Regions from separate parts of the Mus musculus genome. Here region 2 is linked to region 1. Evidence: chromatin contacts called from public promoter capture Hi-C data. All regions are on one chromosome and are shown on one strand. Each heading gives the region's core, a stretch centred on a gene start, on an enhancer-like site or on the middle of the called end of the contact. The rest is flanking DNA. Distances are from core to core; before and after follow the strand shown.

Region 1 (3,019 bases), core at 116-2,615:
CCATAGCCTGGGAAATGCAATTATCTTGCGAACTGTATCATTATACAACTCACAGGCTGACAGCAATCAGTGAGCTGGAAAGGGGCGACTGTTGGCAGACTTGAGGTAATAAAGACACTTCTGTACACTGTTGTTTGTGGAGTGATTGAGGGAAGAGTGGATGGGACCCCTGGGAAAAGAGGAATTGGGAGTTCCCAGCAGTGCCTGAAGCCTAGTGCAGGGAGAAGTTTTACAATAGTCAAATTCGGTTTATAAATACCCACTAGATAACTATAATAAAAATCTTCACCCTCCAATACATGAGGAGACATCGTTGTGTGATGTGACAGGTAAGAGGTTCACCCCTCTTAAAACTAAGGGAGTGCACAACCTGCAGGGAGGCACACACCACAGAACAGCACACCACAGAAGCAATTGATGTACACATGCAGCCGCCGGGCAGTGGTGGCAAAGGCCTTTAGTTCCAGCACTCCGGAGTCAGGGGCAGGTGAAACTTTTAGTTTGAGGCCAGCCTGATTAGTGGCCCAGCGATTAAGAGCACTGATTGCTCTTCCAGAAGTCCCAGGTTCAATTCCCAGCACCTACACAAAGAGCTCACAACTTTCTTTAACTCCAGTTCCAGGGATCCAACAGCTCACACCAAAGCACATGAAATAGTAACAATTTTTAAAAAGTATAGATGTACACATGCACGTGGGTTAACCACGAAAAGCACAGTGCTGTCATTAAATAAGACATGACCACATCCACAAAATTCTCGTGTATTCAAGACGCTATACATCTCTAGAGGTCACACACAAAATCAGAAGACACACAACTAACCACCTTAGGACGACTGCCTACGGGAATGGAGATGCACAGGATGGCGAAATAATTGAAACCGCGTGGGAGGGGCTACAACGTTGCCAGGCTCAGCGCTCTCCAAGCTAAACCAAACTTGTAATCTCCAAGTCCGAGTTCAATTAGCTGGGAAATCTCGGGCACTTTGTCAATCTCTTCTTCATTCACAAAAAAAAACAAAAAACGTAGGGCTATTCATCCCTCCGGGTCATTGTGAATAATAATAAGATTATTCAGACGAGTACCAGAAGGCCAACCGCTTAAGCGTTCACTTCTTTTGAGCTCCCTCCTCCCGATGTAAACTCAGCCTCTGTTCAACCCACCATTAAGCAATCCCAACACCCCAGGCTGGGCAGAAAGCACCTTTCCAGCTCCAGGACACATCCTCTGTATAGCAGTAGTCCAGCTGGAAGTCACTTCTGCCACCTTCTTTAGCCAGGAATGCCACAGACACCCGGGTGCTGTAACCCAGATGTGCGTGGCAAAAGGCAGGCTAAAAAGCCTGCCCTAAACACCAGGCATGGAGGGGGAGCCGAAGGAGGCCTAAGCGCGGAGCCCAGGTTATGCGCAGGCGCAAGCGCAGTGGGTCTGAGTCAACGCCTCAGGACCACGGTTCCTGCGGTGGGGGGGCAGGGTGGGGCAGGGCCAGCCTCGCTCTGGCTGAGGTCATTCGACGCCCCATTGGCTGCCTGCTTGCAAAGTGAAGAACAGTCTGGTGAGGTAAAGGAGGAAGGCAACGTGTGTGAGACTCAACTCGACGCGCTATTGGCTGGCGTGATTGTTGCCGCGGAGAAGCGGGTAGGCAAGAAAGGGGCGGGCCATCGGGGGACGATTGCAAACCCTATTGGCTGCGCGGCGCCGCCGAAGCGCTGTGCTTGGAGCTCATTGGTCCTTGTGTGAAGGAGCGAGCGGGAAAAGCCGCTCGAGCCGGCCGTTCCTCTTCGCCACTGTGTCGCCCTTTTCTCTGGGCCTTCTCCTGGCTGACTGTGATTCGGCTCGAGGCTGTGGTAACCACCCGCTGGCGGCATGAACATCATACCGCCCCTCCTTGCCCCGCCTCTCCTGAGCTGGGTCCCCACCATGGCCTCCCCTTGTTGCCCCCTCGCGCTGCTCAGCTCTACCCCCCACCCCCACCTCCTGAGCGCGGTCCTCGTGCCCAGCCCCCTCCCTGGGACCCTGGGGCGGGAGGGGCCGCAGGCCCAGCGTTTGGGGGTGATGGATGACTGCTGGAAGGGGGGCACCCAAGTAATGCTTGCTTGGGAAGGGGCAGTGCATGCTATTAACACGGGGTATAGGGGCGTAAGCGCCTCAGGCTGCAGTGGCTACATGGATTGTCAAGACGCCCATGCAGCTGGGTACAAGAAAGTGGCGTCCTGAGAACACCTTTGGCCTACATCAGGACTCCGCACTTAGCAGGGACTCAGTAGCCATTTGGGAAGGGGGATCTTTGTTTGTTTGTTTGTTTGTTTGTTTGTTTTGTATCTATGACAGGGTCTCATGTAGCCCAAAAACTACTGATCCTCCTGCCTCTACCCCACAAACCTGTACTCTTAAGAGTCTGCCACCACACTCAGTCAGGTTTTGTTGTTGTTGATTTGGGAGGGGGGATCGAGACAGGGTTTCTCTGTGTAGCCCTGGCCGTCCTGGAACTCACTCTGTAGACCAGGCTGGCCTCGAACTCAGAAATCCGCCTGCCTCTGCCTCCCAAGTGCTGGGATTAAAGGCGTGCGCCACCACTGCCCGGCTTTCTTTTCTTTTCTTTTCTTTTCTTTTCTTTTCTTTTCTTTTCTTTTCTTTTCTTTTCTTTCTTTCTTTTTTTTTTTTTTTGTAAAGATAGTCAATTGCCCAAACTGGCCTAGAACTCACAACAATATCCCTGCCTTACACTCCTGTCGGGATTACAGATCTCAGCTAGCATGCGTGGTTTAGTAAATATTTGTTAAACTAATGGAGTCTGAATAAAATATCTAGCAAGCAGGTGGTATAGGCCAATAATGTAATCTCAGTTTTCCAGGAGGCTGAGGGAGGAGGATAGCAAGTTCAAGGCCATCCGGGACCACTTAGCAAGACCTTGTCTCAAAAAAAAAAAAAAGTGGGGAGGCTAGGGAGACTAGGGAGGTAGCTCAGTGAGGAGCATTTGGCTAGCATGTGTTTATAAGGCTTTAGGTTCAATGTCCAT
Region 2 (3,232 bases), core at 62-2,561, 670 kb after region 1:
TATAGTGTCTCTCTGCCACTGTGTACAGGCCCTTTTATAGTCTTATTAGTGCCTGTTACAAATCGTACAATTTCAGCATTTGTAGACGTAGTAGATCCCTTGTGCCAGCTAAAGGCCGAGACTCCCTTCATCATATTGTAAACAACTAGAATAACATTGTTGCCTTCAGCAGCGTGGAGTGGAAAAGCCATAACAGTCACTTGTGCAGTGGTGGGAGGGCTCCAGGAGGCTAAAAGTGAGGCTAAGAGGGAAGAGAGAAAGACCTATCAATCTTAGGACCTTTGCAAAACCTCTCAGCCTTGCTGTGCCTGTGTCCTATTGGGTGGTGGCCAGCAGATCACCTCCATTCCTCATCTTTCCACTGTAGGAAACGCTCTTCTCCGGCATTCACACAGCTCACTGCTCACTGCCCTCAGATCCCAGCTCACACTCAGAGTCTTTGCTGAGTGTAGGCCTATCTTCTCTGACCTCCTCCTCTAAAGACCCTGCGCCTTCATTTTCTGGCCTTTCTCTTCTTTGTTTTTTTCTGAAGTGCTTGCCAACCTGACCCCACCTAGATGCCCTCGCAGGTCTGCCGTTCTGCACATAGAACTAGGGCTTTGTGAGGAGGGCTAGGTAGATTTTGGCTTAACCCTTGCTGCTTGGAACATGCTCATATACCTCTTTGCAAATCAGTGTCCCAGAGCCTAGTGTATTTGCAAATTTCTTAGTGTAGTATGCAATAATTCTATTTACTTGCCCCAGTTTGGTTTTTATGTGGAGAGTCACCCTGACAGAGTTGTGGACTTCAGTCTTCAGGATATCCTAGCCAGTGCGATAAACTTAACAATAGGGAAGAACTGAGTTTCTCCTCACCACTAGCCAATTCACACTCACTGAGAGCTTCCTGTTGCCGTCAAGCTTCAAGCAGAAGCCAGATGTCCCTTCTCAGGTTCCTTTCCTCTCCCAGAAGACCCCAGCCAGTCTCTGAGCTCCCCTGCTCTCTACTGGGAAGGAATATCTCCTTACCTGTGAGCAGTAGTCCAAACCAGGGAACCTGCCCTTTGTGGAGATGTGCTGAGGCCAGCTCCATGTCTCTTCTGCCTGCTAGCTTCTTCTCCAACACTACTGCTAAGCCTGGCTGCCCTGATATCTGCCCTGCTTTTCATAGCAGAATTGATTCTCCTCCCAGAGAAGGGCACCTCCCAGATTCACGTGGGGTGGGGGTGGAGCCTGTGACTCTAACAATGCTGTTCTGTCAGTGCGGGCCTCCCATCCTTCTATTCCTCTCTTCCCAGTTCATTGTTCTAGAACATACTCTGAGCAGTGTTCTAGAACATACTCTGAGCAGAAAGGCTGAGATGTGTCCTATACCCTGGCCTTGGGGCTGTCAGCAGCAGAGGGAGTTCCAGCACTTCCTGTAGCCTAGAGTGACATAAACCTCAGGGGAGCCCTGTGTGCCCTGTTCTCAGTGCTCACTCAAAGTGTGGTTTACTCCAGGCAGGAAGTGGCAGAGTTATCTGGAGGGTTAAGGAAAGGCCTAGCTGAGTGATGACTGGGTAGGACCTGATCCATCGTCACTGATGACACCAGTCATGTGTCTGATCCTAGGATACAAGTTGTCTCAGGGGCTTCATATCCTGGGTGTGCAGGAGGAGGTGACCTGTGTGTCCTGGAAAGAGGACTGTGTGCTCCATCTTCCTATAGAGGGCGCCAGGAAGACCTCCCCAGCTTCCGGTGCTGGCCAAATGTGATTCAGGTCTGCCCATGCTCTCCGTAACATTCCCAGGATGGCTTTGTTCTCCTTGGTGAATGCCCTGGGATTTCCCATCTCTCCCATGGATGATGGAGGATGGAAGGGACCACATTGGTTGTCCTTGCAGAATGGAGTTCTCAGAGATACAGGAAAAAGCCAGTAGGACAGAGTATGGTTACGTGAGGGAGCTGGCTCCAGTTGTGTCAACTGGGATGGAAACTGCAATCCAGGTTGCAAGATAGGTTCTTGCGTATTCTTTCGTTGGTCATCCAGATCCCGGGAGCTCTGTGGGGGTCTGGCCTCTTGGCACTGTTGCTCCCTCCACTGGGCTGCAAACCCCCCTCGGCTCCTTCAGTCCCTTCTCCAACTCCTCCATCAGGGACCCCATGCTCAGTCCAATGGTTGATTGTGAGCTTCCACCTTGCCTCTGTACTTGTCAGGCTCTGGTAGAGCTTCTTAGGAGACAGACAGATCCGGCTTCCATCAGCTAGCACTTCCTGGCATCCACTATCGCATATGGGTTTGGTGGCTATATGTTGAATGGATCCCCAGGTGGGGCAGTCTCTGGATGGCCTTTCCTTCAGTCTCTGCTCCACACTTTGTCTCCGTATTTCCTCCTGTGAAGATTTTGTTCACCCTTCTAAGAAGCAGTGAAGCATCCACACTTTGGTCTTCCTTCTTCTTAGGCTTCATATAGTCTGTGAATTGAATCTTGGGTATTCTGAACTTTTGGGCTAATATCCACTTATCAGTGAGTAAATATCTTGTTTGTTTGTTCCTTTGTGACTGAGTTACCTCACTCAGGATGATATTCTCAAGTTCCATCCATTTGCCTATGAATTTCATGAAGTCATTGTTTTTAATGGCTGATTGGTAGTCTGTTGTGTAATATACCACATTTTCTGTATCCATTAGTGACCCATGGCCCTGGCCACACATGTGGCAGAAGATGGCCTTATTGGATATCAGTGGGAGGAGAGGCCCTCAGGCCTGAGGCTGTTCAATATTCCAGTGTAGGGGAATGCCAGGGCAGGAGAATGAGAGTGGGTGGGTGTGGGACCATCCTCTTAGAGGTAGGGGAAGGGAGGTGAGGATAGGGGATTTCTGAAGGGGAGACCTGGAAAGGGGAAAACATTTAAAATGTAAAAAAAGAAAATATACAAGGGGTGGTTATGCCTTTTTTCTGTTTTTTTCTGTTGATTATATGGTCCAATTTCGCCCCCTGGTGTTCAGGAGGAGACCTGCAGCTCACATCTGGGTTGCCCTATGGATGGTAACAAGGCTTTCAAAACTGTGGAGGAGCCCTTCTGGCCCACTGCTGCACCGTGGTCCCTGGCCCGGGGAGTCTGCGGACACCCGCAAGGTCCCACACAGGATCCGCCACGGGATCCTAAGACCTCTGGTAAGTGGAACACAGCGCCTGCTCCAATCCAATCGCGCAGGACCTGAGACTGCATTAATTAAGGAAGCAGATAATCCAGCCTGACCCAGGGCTCA

The links. Promoter capture Hi-C pulls out the DNA fragments that hold promoters and counts their contacts.
Region 2: a promoter capture Hi-C map of hippocampal neurons shows a contact between it and region 1, with 2.9 times the contacts expected there. The contact joins the promoter of Ceacam2 here to the promoter of Lypd4 in region 1. A contact is called at or near these places in 2 of 39 promoter capture datasets (hematopoietic stem and progenitor cells and hippocampal neurons).

Annotation. Positions count from the first base shown.
Region 1 is chr7:24,868,326-24,871,344 of GRCm38.p6, forward strand. Lypd4 (Ly6/Plaur domain containing 4) reads right to left here and starts at 1,366. Exons shown (of 5, transcript NM_182785.3): 1 at 1,204-1,366. Dmrtc2 (doublesex and mab-3 related transcription factor like family C2) reads left to right here and starts at 1,732. Exons shown (of 9, transcript NM_027732.2): 1 at 1,732-1,847.
Region 2 is chr7:25,538,693-25,541,924 of GRCm38.p6, forward strand. It overlaps Ceacam2 (carcinoembryonic antigen-related cell adhesion molecule 2), which reads right to left and starts at 1,312. Exons shown (of 9, transcript NM_001113368.1): 1 at 1,009-1,312; 2 at 1-241. The coding sequence starts at 1,072. The region is part of intron 6 of 4732471J01Rik (RIKEN cDNA 4732471J01 gene); the gene reads left to right.